3 separate regions of the Mus musculus genome follow, and all the other regions are linked to region 3. A link is a contact called in public Hi-C and promoter capture Hi-C data. All regions are on one chromosome and are shown on one strand. Each heading gives the region's core, a stretch centred on a gene start, on an enhancer-like site or on the middle of the called end of the contact. The rest is flanking DNA. Distances are from core to core; before and after follow the strand shown. Region 1 holds the start of Nuf2 (NUF2, NDC80 kinetochore complex component). Region 2 holds the start of Exo1 (exonuclease 1). Region 3 holds the start of A430105J06Rik (a long non-coding RNA gene).

What was found. Promoter capture Hi-C pulls out the DNA fragments that hold promoters and counts their contacts. A called contact is a pair of places that touch in the nucleus more often than the background predicts.
Region 1: a contact with region 3 is called in a promoter capture Hi-C map of pre-B cells. The contact joins the promoter of Nuf2 here to the promoter of A430105J06Rik in region 3. A contact is called at or near these places in 1 of 39 promoter capture datasets (pre-B cells) and 1 of 484 Hi-C or Micro-C datasets (pre-B cells).
Region 2: a contact with region 3 is called in a Hi-C map of pre-B cells, with 11 times the contacts expected there. The contact joins the promoter of Exo1 here to the promoter of A430105J06Rik in region 3. A contact is called at or near these places in 1 of 39 promoter capture datasets (pre-B cells) and 1 of 484 Hi-C or Micro-C datasets (pre-B cells).

The regions. Positions count from the first base shown.
Region 1 is chr1:169,529,105-169,533,094 of GRCm38.p6, forward strand. Nuf2 (NUF2, NDC80 kinetochore complex component) reads right to left here and starts at 2,360. Exons shown (of 15, transcript NM_001355159.1): 1 at 2,218-2,360. It overlaps Gm34624 (a long non-coding RNA gene), which reads left to right and starts at 2,473. Exons shown (of 3, transcript XR_373698.2): 1 at 2,473-2,993.
Region 2 is chr1:175,878,719-175,882,630 of GRCm38.p6, forward strand. Exo1 (exonuclease 1) reads left to right here and starts at 2,060. Exons shown (of 15, transcript NM_012012.4): 1 at 2,060-2,138; 2 at 2,414-2,482. It overlaps Gm36360 (a long non-coding RNA gene), which reads right to left and starts at 2,037. Exons shown (of 3, transcript XR_373723.2): 1 at 1,954-2,037.
Region 3 is chr1:186,747,125-186,751,132 of GRCm38.p6, forward strand. It overlaps A430105J06Rik (a long non-coding RNA gene), which reads left to right and starts at 1,699. Exons shown (of 2, transcript XR_003948551.1): 1 at 1,699-2,700. It overlaps Rrp15 (ribosomal RNA processing 15 homolog (S. cerevisiae)), which reads right to left and starts at 2,234. Exons shown (of 5, transcript NM_026041.2): 1 at 2,040-2,234. The coding sequence starts at 2,184.

The DNA of each region.
Region 1 (3,990 bases), core at 1,110-3,609, about 17 Mb before region 3:
ATTTCTGATCCCTGCCCAGGTACAGGTCACTACAGGACAATCAGGACAATGACATGAGAGACTCCATCAGTATGGCAAGGCAGCCTCCGTTTACTGTGTATCCCCTCTAGCCACAGCTGTAACTCTCCAGTCACCCTCTTTCCCTACAGAAGTTCATGCCCCTCACTAATCTCTTTCTGCGCTCGAGTAGCAAGTCCTCCTTTGGGTTCAGGCACATATCAGATTCTGGGCTTTTCTGTTCCGTATCCTGAGGTCAGTTTATTTCTTCAATTGAAACCATCAAGCTTTCAGAGGCAAAAAAATTGAATTAAGCATTCAATATTTTTCATCTGCATCTCAGTTTTTGAAATTGTTTATAAGAACATAAGGGGTTACTTGAGAAAAAAAACAAGCCACACCTAGATTAGAGATAGATTAATAACAGAAAACGTGGGTATAAAATCATAATCACACACCCCTCTCTGCTGATGTGATATACACTACTGTCAGGGTAATTCTTATAAACCATCAAACCCTTACAAACGTACAAAGGGCTTACCTACCACACAAATCCCAGCCTTTCCCACTGAAGTTGCCAAAGCCTTTAATAATCTCATGCTCTTTCTGGTCCAAGTTAATGCCTTCCAAGTCTTCTCCTAAGTGTCCAATGTTGTGTTACACCTGCCTGAGAATTTCTGAGGATCAATTTCCCAACGTAAAGCTACCCAGAGGCTCACAACTGCACTTAGAAGTAATAATGCTCTCTTCTCAGAAGCAAATTGTGTTCATTTTAATAGTGCAATTTCAGTTCCAACTCCTGTGTGTGTGTGTGTGTGTGTGTGTGTTGCGTATACAGAGAAAGAGGCCATCTAACTATAAAGATACTATATACTTTATATACAGTAAAACAGCTCTCTGACATTTTAGTTCAAATAGGACAATTACCTCTAGGAGCTCCCATTTCTCCGTTATATGTAACACTTCAGTGCTAAGCACAACATAACTTACATTATATACAACTGGCTTTGCAATGCAAACTTAAGCAAGCAACTCCCAATTCTGAGGAACTAGATAAAGCATTCCTGGAAAATACGGGGAAGGCTTTGTGTTACACCCACGTAGATCCAGGTACATTCAGCTCCCTGACTTTTGGATTATGATATTTTCGCCTTTTGATAAATGGTTCTTGGTTTAATCCAGAGATGGTGGCGCAATGGAGATACATAAAAAATTGGCAAGCATTCAAACAAGTCACACTGACGCCATTCTTGTGGCTCATGCCCGTAAAGTCAGCACTTGAGAGATGGGAGGTGAGAGACTCCCAGGACTCATAGGAAGGGACCTTTGATGAAATGCCCGGCAGTAGGGAGAGGGAACTTATAGAGCCCACCTCCAGCAGAAAGACAGGACATCAAGTGAGGGATGGGGTTGCCATCCCACTGTCACACCTCTGACCCATAATTGTTTCTCTCTGAAAGAATTCCAGGGATGGAAATGGAGAGGAGCCTGTGAAAAAGAAGGTCCAGTGACAGGCCCAAAGTGGGATCCAGCTCAAGGGGCAGTCCCAAGGCCTGACACTACTACTGAGGCTATGAAGCGCTCACAAAAAGGGATCTAACATGACTGCCCTCCGAAAGACCCAACAAGCAGCTGAAAGAGTCAGATGCAGATATTTGCACCCAACCAATGGACAGAAGCAGCTGATCCCTGTTGTTGAATTAGGGATGGCTGAAAGAAGCTGAGGAGGACGATCCTGTAAGGGGACTAGCAATCTCAATTAATCTGGATCCCTGAGATCTCTCAAACACTGGACCACCAAACAGACAGCATACACCAGCAGATATGAGGCCCCCAACACACATAGAGGACTGCCGGGTCTGTGTTCATTCAGAGATGATACACCTAACCCTCAAGAGAGTGGAGGCCCCAGGGAGTTTAGAGATCAGGTGGGGTGGGGGCATCCATGTGGAGACAGGGTGGGGAGGGGAGGAGTTTGGGATGTGGATCAGTCGGAGGGTGGATGGGGAGGGGCGGGGAATGGAATATGAAGTGTAAAAAAATTGAATTACAAATAAAGTTAAATAAATAAATAAAAAAAGGCTAGTCTCAGGAATATAGGGGTTCGAGACCAACCTGGGATAGATGAGCCTGTCAAATCAACACACAAGTTAGTAAACCCAGATGCCCCGATCCTTGGCCTTGCACCCGGCCCTCCAACGCTCACCCGCTCAAACTCACCTGGAGGCCTAGCAGCTCACGGAAAAACAGTTAAAAACCGAGCGTCCAACCGAAAGCCGCTGACCGTTGTCATTTTTCAAACCGGCCGCCTTTTTTTGTGAGGCCGGCCCCTTTCCGCACAGCGCGCTTCCTTCGCGACGGATGCCGAGAAGGCTCAGAAGACCCACGGTGGGTGGGACTTGACGAGTTGCGCAGCGAGCCAGGCTCCAGATCAGCGGAATCATTCTTCAGGGTTATAGTTTCTAGCCGGAACCGCGATTCCGCCAGACCAGGAAGCGCAGCAGTTAGGGGGAGGAGTTCCGGGATGTGTTTACCGGGTTGTCCCAGACTGGAACTTTGCCTTCAGCGTACCTGATAGCGAGCAGGCAGACAGACGGTTTCTAGCCCCTTCTCTTAGGCTCAGAGAGTAACAGGCAATAGAGGATGTGTTGTTCCCAAATTAATCAAAGGCATTATAGAGAATCCAGGAGTAGTAGTAACAGTCTTACTGTTTGATAAGCATTGATGGGGTCAAATTTTGACCTCACTGGATATTTGTACACATCATTTCTCCTTAGGTCCATGAAAGCTTGAGGGCGGGGCAGCGAATGGATGGATAGACATTGTTAAGGACGTCCAATTTAAATCTTTAATTTACTCACTTTGAGGACTCAATATAGGATAATAAATCTAGAAGCATAAACGTACTGGAATATGATTCTACACTTGCCAAACATGAGCAAAACCACTAGTTCATCTCATCGGTGAGCCATTTCTGTGGCTTACTGACATTACAGGTAACAAAGAATATACAGAACTCTCTATTCACGGGTGTTTTAATATCCTTTGAGTACCTTTACTACTTGATTTTTTTAATAAATAGGTAAGATTTTAATTGTTATATTCTTGAGCCAATATTATAGAACATAGTTTCATATAAGTAGATGGAACATGGCTACACTGAAAATACAGTACAATTTAACATGGAGAATTCTGGCAACGTAGCTTTATATCCGGTTTATTCACTGGGCGGCGCTGCTGCATTGATTTTAACATTACTGAGAATTTCATTCCATTTCTTTCCAGTAATCAAAACTACAGAGATAAACATCGGACACAATGTTCTGGATTAAAAATTTTTTTTTTCTAAATTTATGGGCTTTAAAGTACATGTTTACAGTCCTGGCTTAAGAAGAAAAATAGCATTGAATTCAAGTAGTTGTCTGCATTTTATTTCTCTCTAATCATTCTTGTTAATCTGTTTGCCTCTTCAGTCACGTTCATCTTTAGGAAAGATTTTGGAAATTGAGCTATACATTTGAAATACTTTATGCAGTACTAGTCTGAAACTGTAAAATACCTAACATTCGCTGTTTGTGGTGAACTCTAAATAAATACAAGGAACCACAGACCTGGCATTGTGCTTTAACCCCTTAAAATACTTTCCTCAACGTGTACATGAAGTTATATTATTTTAATGTAGTTTATATAAACACCATTCTGAATCATCAGTCAAACATATTTAATATCATGAAAATACTTGCTCAGTGTTTTTATTAATTCAAATTTTATGTTCTAGTAAATTTCCAGTGTTGACTTTATGAGAGCCCGTGGTGTTAACAGTATTTCAAGGGAGCTGACAAGGATTTCTCAGAAAAATTTTAAAAGTAATGTACTCTTCAAACCATGGTTGTGCTTGCCTCTAATGTCAGTACTCCACAGGGAGAGGCAGGCAGATCTCTACGAGTTTGAGGCCAAGCCTGGTCTAGATAGTATTAGCCTGATCTTCATGGT
Region 2 (3,912 bases), core at 810-3,309, about 11 Mb before region 3:
AGATTAAAGGCATGAGCCACCATTGCCTGGCACATGCAGGCTTCTTAATATATTAAATGATTATCCTTCTGCTTCTATGAGCTATAAAATATGCATATTTTAAATATACATTTAAAATTTTTCATTCAGATAGATAGAAAGATATATTGTGTGTGTGTGTGTTTTACCACAATATAACAAAGAAAAGAGGACATTAGCCAGATCTGGGCATTTTCTATAACTGTAAATCCACATTCTTTCAGAAAGTCTAATGACTTAAAGTCAATTTGTTTGGGCAAAGAAAAAGATTTACTTGAAAACCAATGATGGTGTAGCTCCCCAACAAAGCCCAGCCTCCTTGGGGCTGCAGTCACGAATATGATCTAGGGATTTGCTGGGGGAACATATCACTGGGGTAGTAGTCCGCCTTACCAGTGCACCAGGTACTCTGTGTTAATTAGTACTTATATATTAATGGATGTTTGGGGTTCTGTAAGTTTAAAGAAAGGTAACACAACAGATAATACCATCGTGCATCTTTTGAGTTCCTTTCCTGGAGAATAACTAATTTGTCACTGAATTGTTAGGATATTAAAGGTGAACCCAGAGAGCAGAGAGGATCACACATGGTATCTTTACATGGAGGGCAAGAGAGAGAAAAGCTTTTTTTTTTACAGACATGGGCAGGGAAGATTCTTATTTTAAAAGATCCTGACAGAATGTAAAAGGTCACAGAAGCCCTGAAATTGGCAAGATTGATGTCACTGTTAGCAGAACTAGCTTCACTGATTTAGAAAAAATAGAGGTGCACAATGCTCTGGCCACTCCTTGAACCTGTGTGTCTGCCAATGTTTTGACCATTCCTTGAACCCATGTGTGTGCCCACTGCTGCACCTCACTGCCAGGTGTTTGTGATATTGGTTGCTGGGAGAGTCAGAAAATCTCCCCAGCAACCACAGCCCAGCCAATCCGGAGTTGCTACACCTGCACCAGACTCTTTCCTTGTACCCCTCCCATACCCATTTCTTGAGAATAGACATTGTTTAGATCTGGAAATCCCCTACTCCCCCCTTCTCCTTCCCCCCAGGGCCTATAAAAACTGAGACCCCTTTCCCCTCAGGGTCGACTCCTCTACTCCTGCGTGGGATGTGAGTCGTCCCCAGAGCTCTAGCTTTCCCCGAATAAAGCCTCATGTGGTTTGCATCAAGCTTGGTCTCTCATGAGTTCTTGGGTGTCCGCTATTGTCCTGAGGCCTGAGCGAGGGGCTCCTCTCGGAGTCTTTCAATTTCACACTTAGATAGCTTCAGTCAGAGGAGTCTGCTGGGGCAAAGACAGTAAGAGACTAAATTATGTACAGTCCGGCTGTGTGACTTCTAAAATTAGTAAGTTTTTAAAAGTCCATTAAGAAGAGAAACTAGAGGGGTTTTCTTTCCTTGATAACACTAGGAAATGTGACCCAATACAACCAACAATATACAGGGTTTAATAACTTGAACCATTGGGCCATTTTGTTTCTTAGTTATAAGGATAACATTTTCCCAACTCGTATCAGGGATAAAGCCATATAATGAATAAAGTGGGTAAGCGCAGACTATAATCAAACTATAGCAACATGAAAGCTTTGTACAAAACTTCAATTTGCATAGAGGTGAGGATGTTTCGGAGACGAAAGACTGTGGTGTTGGCCTGGAATTAAGCAACTATGAACTGGGCTCCTTTTCCGGGTTTAAAATAACAAAATATGTTTGACTCCAAGTTGGGAGTTCTTTAGCACGCATGTACCTGGATCCAGTGGCTTGGTCAAGGGAGAACTACAACTCCCAGCAGCACCGGCGAGAGCGCAACTTCCGGGCCTAGAGTTTCTCTTGCCCCCTCCCTTACCACCACCCCACTTCTCTCACAAACAAGCCGACTTTTCGCTTCTAGCGTCGCCGAGTTCGAGATGGCATTGGCCATTGGCGGCGGACTTCCTACCTTGCAAGGAAGGGCTCAGGACTCGGCTAAGAGGAAAGTCGGGTCATAGAAAGCGGGAGGTGGAGGCTGCGGCTCAGGACGCCCAGGGACGTCATGTCCGCTGGGCGGGGCTTCCCGATCCCGCGCAAATCGAAAGGTCCATGGCTGCGCTTGCAGCAGCCGCTCGCCGCCGTTCTGAACCCCAGGTGAGCGAGCGAGCCCCTATGCGGGCGGCCGGGCGGTCACTGGAGCAGCGGGCCGTGTGGAGGAAAGTGGGGTCCCCATGACTCTGATCCACGTGCCTTCTGCCCCTCGGCGCGAAACCCGGATCTCCGGGAAGTGAGCGGGAGCGTGGAGCGCCTGCAGGCGACTGCCTCGGCCTCCGGGTCTCCCGCTTTCCGCAGAGGCGGGCTGACGTGTGTCCTTACCAACACTCGTACCTAGCGATGAATTCCCTTTGTATATGCTCTCTCCTGTGCAGGTTTGAGGAGCCACGGCGCCTGGAATGGACTTGTGTGCTATGCCTGTTCGTTCGGGAGACGGGACTAAGGTGAAGCCGCTGCTGCTGTTACCTCGGGTACCACCGGCGACCTTCTGGTGTTGATGCGCCACATGGCACTCAGTCACTTCTATACTAAAGAGGAAATATTTATTCGAGATTTAGTTGGCCTAGAAGAAAGAAACTTAAGGAAATTTCACGAAATGTAATTATGTCCCTCCCCCACCCCAACCCCCCCCCCCCCCAGCATGCACGAAATCATGTTTTAGAGACGTTGTCTTTTAAACGTAGTGGACTCGTTTTACACAGACCCACCTGCACCCAAATTGGCTGATGTTTAAAATTACGGGTTCATGCCCCCCTTTAGGGATTCATAGTTAATGGGCATGACCTTAAAGGTAAATGAATCTCTCAAGTGTCAGGGCTGCTAGCTAAGGGCATGGCCACTTTCCTGTGGTGTCAACAGGGCACCTCTGGCTTATCCCATAGTCTTTAAGAACATGATCTTAGGTCTGTTGAATCAGGTGCCTGTCCCTGTGACCTCACTGCTGAGAGAGGGGAAGGTAAGAGTGGAAAATCCCAGAGAGCTCAGCCTAAGACCTAACTAGCCTGGTGGACGCAGCTCAAACAAACAAGGTGGACTGCCTTTCACATCCTCCGATTCAAACTCCATCACGCATGCATCATACACAGAAAGAATAGTTGCAGAGGGTAATAGCCTTTGCTCTTGCAACCATGAGGACCTAAGTTAGAATCCTCCCCCCAGCCCCCTCCCCATTAAAACCCCCTGTGCCTGAGCCTGCTGGTAACTGCAGAGATTGGGAGGCAGAGGTGGCAGATCCCAAGACCTCATTGGGCCTAGTTGGTTCCGTAACACCCTGCCTCAAGGTGATAGACAGGTAGCAATAGAGGAAGACACCCAATGCCTTGCTCTGGGCTCTGCATGGATGTACCCACACACTCATTACATGCACACACTCCCTAATACAAATACCTGATCTTAGATGGTAATACTGTATTGGGAAGTGGCAAGCAGCTGCTGGAGTTGGAGTAGGAAGGCGGGGGTGGGGTGGGGGGGGGTGTTAGTTGCTTTGAAGGGGCTGCCATCTCCAGGACTTCCATGTAAGGACCTAGAAGGGAATGGAAATTATAACTGTTTGTTTCTTGAAGCTGTTTTGCACATCAAACACGGCTTCATGTGTCTTTGGTATAGCCTTCAATGAATCTGATGAAATTTCCCCTAGATGCCACCATGGCTAATTACCAGGGTATTGCTTGGAATAAACCATTCTGGTAGTGTGGGATTGCTGACATGCTTTTCAGTTGAAATGTCTGTCCTTCTCCAAACTTTGGAGTTTCTACACTGAACTTTGGATGCGCCCCTTTAATATAGGGGTGAATATGATACCATAGCATGCAGTGTTATAGGCTCATAGTCCTCTTTTTATGAAAGGAGAGACTCAGTTTTAATGTCTGAGTCC
Region 3 (4,008 bases), core at 449-2,948:
CACATCCTCTTGTAACTGTAACTCTAAGTCACTGCCTAGAGGGTTACTGTAACATAATAGAGTGCAAACATTCATTGGATGTTTCTATATTATATGTTTTCATTATATTCATTATATGTTTCTATATTATTCAAAAGCCTCCTTAACATATGATCTAAAGCTGAAGAAAACTTTAGACACCTAGTCAGTATTTGTGCTGAAAAGAACATTTTCCCTCGCAATTATCTAATATTGAGAAAAGAAATCCAATTTCCACCCAAATCCGAAAGCAGTGTTGATGTCTTACTTAAATGTAATAGTGTTTTTTTTTTCTTAGACAGTAATGCTTACAATTATTCAATTCAAAACTGTACCATAGGAGATAAAATGGCTGAGCAGGTAATGGCACCTGCTGCCAAACTCCTATAAGTCCTCAGACCTCCACATGTGGGTACACAGCAAATAAACCAATGCAGTAAAAACACCACCAGGACCAGAGCTTCTAATTCCTGCCCAACAGGTTGTTTTTTTAACCCCTCTGGTGAGGGCTGAGGACCTCAAAAGCTTAGTCAGCTGCTTCTTGGTCTTGAAGTCCAAGTGCACTCATTCGTTAACTTATGGACCCCTGAGTGACAGTTGTTGATCTAGGAACTGAGGTTCAAGTGTCTGCACACTTAGGGAACTTTCAAACAGCACAAACGCTTCACAAGATTTAAAACGTGGTGCTTTTAAAGTGAGCAGAGTGGGGCTGGAGAACATGTGCATGCATTGCTCTTCCACAGGAACAGTTTCTTCCTCAGCAGCCATTCAATCTCCTCTCACGCCCAGCGCACATACATACAACTTAAAAATAAATAAAGTAATAATAATAATAAAAGCGTCTAAAGAAAGCAAAGCATCAAGCCTCAAGTGAGAGTGACAGAAAAGGCTGCATTAGAAAAATAAGGGAAAATCTCTTTGACAAGTACTGGACCAGAGACTGAAGTCAATGAAAATGTAGGTGACATACAGGTGTTTCAGGAATACTGCAGGCAAAAGGCAGAGACCTCCAGAATGAGCAGCCAACATGAACAGAAAACAGCAGAGCAGCAAGTGACCAGACCTATCATGCAAGTTAAAAGCAAGTTAAAAATTCTGAATGTTACTCATGAACTAGTGGCTTCCCGTAGTAACTGAAGCCACATTCGCGGTTAACTGAAAGCATTAGCCACACCGAAGCAGTAAAGGAGTGTGGGAGCCAAATGCCTGAGCTTCCTAAGAAGCTCCTGCCAAGAAGTATGTTTAAAAGTAGCAGCCAACCCCAGCCACACAATGGGGAGACCTCCGGAGACTCACCTACCTTTCATTCTGAAACTGTATCAAACGTTACTTCAGTATCTCTCCTTTACCATTTCTTTAACTCTCTCTTTTCTAACTCCCAAAGGCTCACAATCCCCCCTGCACAGTAACAGTATTTCTTCTCTCTTGTGGCCTCTTGCTGCTGGCTCCCTGAGCCTATCCCACCCATTATTTCAATCGCGACCCTTCCTTTCACTTTGCTAGGGGTTCCAAATAGAAGCTCGCAACATTGCTCTTACAGCCGTTTCTATGATCTGCTAACAAACTGACTGGCTGTAAGTAAAAAGAGTCAAATCCTCCCAAAGATGCGAACATTTTGCAAGGTTCTCAATACCAGCTTTGGTTCTTCTGTGCCCAAACACTTAGCCTATGTTTTGATCTGCGACAACTAACCGTGTTTTTACTCCACTTCTAAGCGGGTACAGGACCTGCAAAAGGCCTGGGGTTATCGCCTGCCCATCTTTTGCTCTGCTCTTAATTTGTGTACTGCCTGTCATTATCTCTTCCTTTACTGTTAAGTTTCTGATTGGCACCGGCAGTTTCGCCCATCTCAGTAACAGCTGACTGAGTGGAAACACAAAATTAACCGTGACAGCGAGGAGCCTCGGAACAGCAGGGCTCCTCGCCCAACCTCACTCGCCCCACACACTCAACGGCAAGGAAACGCAACCCTAGCCATGGGAAGGAAGCTCAGCCGCCGAAGCTCCGCCAGGCCACATTACCTTCTCCATCAGAAGAGTCTTTGACCTCATCTTCTAGCTTCGACGCTGCAGCCTTGGCTACCATCTTCATCTTTTTCTTCTTCTTCGGAGAACGCTTCAGTATCTCCCCTGGGCTCACACGTGAGTCCTGAACGGCCGCAGCCATCTTGGCTCGCCGGAAGTGCCACCTGATAATTCCGTCGTGTTGCAACACACGGAACTTCCTCCTCTAGTTCCGGAACAGTTGTCCCGCCTGAAGTTCCGCTGTGGGAGCCTCGGGTAGGGACGGAGAGAGGACACGACCTACCGGTTTTCTCCGGCAGAGTCGGTTCCTGGCCTCACCCCGGCCCCTTCTGGGCGGCTGCTGCTGACTGCTCTCCTTTCCCTCCCCCAGAAGCTGGGTTCCGAGTTAGAAACCGCATTCCGAACCCACTGAATCGAGACTCTCCGAGAAGGAATGGATAACAAGGGAACAGCTACGGAATCAGAAAGCAAGCTCAACTCTTAACATGTTCTTGTGCTGGTTTGGCTTTTGTTCTGTTGTTGTTGTTGTTGTTGTTGTTGTTGGCTATTGTTCTGTTGTTGTTGTTGTTGTTGTTGTTGTTGTTTTTCCCCTAAGGACCAAGCACGGTGTTTTTGAATGGACGTTTCTGGATTTTGATAGATCTGAGAGGCTGCCCGGGTAAGGGGCGGTGGAATGAGCCATGTCCTAAATCCTCCCTAGCACCTGCCCTAAACTAAAGCAGCCTTGCAGTTAGTCCCAAGGTGGGGTTTGGGGGTGAGGGCGACAATAGGATTACCCTCCTAAATTAAACCTTTAAATCCTACCTAGTTCCTTCACTAATCTGCTAAACTCAGACTCCACCCTTCCTTCGAAGGACTACAAATGTAAGGAATCCCCTTGGTTTTGTGACTTGCTCTTGGATTCCCCACCATATTCCAGCCCCCACCCCAAAGCCCACCAGTGTTATTAAAGGATCTGGTCTCCTGAAATACGTCCCAGCAGCCGTCTATAGCGAACCAGTAGGTTTTCATTCTTTATATATTGGTTTTTAGTACTCCAGATTTGTCTTAAAAGAAAAAGAAAAGCTGGGCGTGGTGGTGCACACCTTTAATCCCAGCACTGGGGAGGCAGAGGCAGGCAGATTTCTGAGTTGAAGGCCAGCCTGGTCTACAGAGTGAGTTCCAGGACAGCCAGGGCTACACAGAGAAATCCTGTCTCGAAAAAAATAAAAATATAAGAAAAGAAAGAAAAGCAACAGAAAATGTGAATCCTCATGTTGATTGATTTCAATTGGTGTCTATGTATGTATGTATATATATATATATATATATATATATATATATATACATCCTAAAAACAAGAAAACATTTTTTTTAATGGCACAGGAAATACAGCTTTGTAAGTATGGTTTAAGAGACGATCAGATGCCAGCGTAAGTCTCTGAAAAGAACAATTCCAGTCCACATAAATGAGTTTCCCAGGTATTGCTACTTCCTGGGTCTTCTCACCTCTATAGCAGTACAGTGCTTTAATTAGAACGCTGTGCTGGCTGGCCCTGAGGCTACTTCGCTTTGGTCACATATTTAGCACTGTAACAGGGCCCCAGACCTTAGCCTAACTGACTCCATGATGGAAGCACCATTCAAGCTGTAAGAAATGTAGACAGTACCACCTGTCAAAACAAAAACAAAGACCTAATCCATCAAAGTCCATACAGTTCTGAGAAAGTCTCAAAATGTACTAACCTTCCTTTTAGCTTCTACAGTTCCATTTCTGGCTAACTGCTCTTAATAACTGAAGTATATCAACTCAGAGCATAGGGTTGTGCTTAAAGGCTCGCCCTCAGAAAGGCTCACTGGTACGGTGAGATCCTAAAATCCCAGTCCAGTTGCTGGGCAGCTAATAAAGACTTTTTTTTGGGGGGGGGGGGGAGGCAGGGGTTTGAGACAGGGTTTCTCTGTGTAGCCCTCACCGTCCTGGAACTTA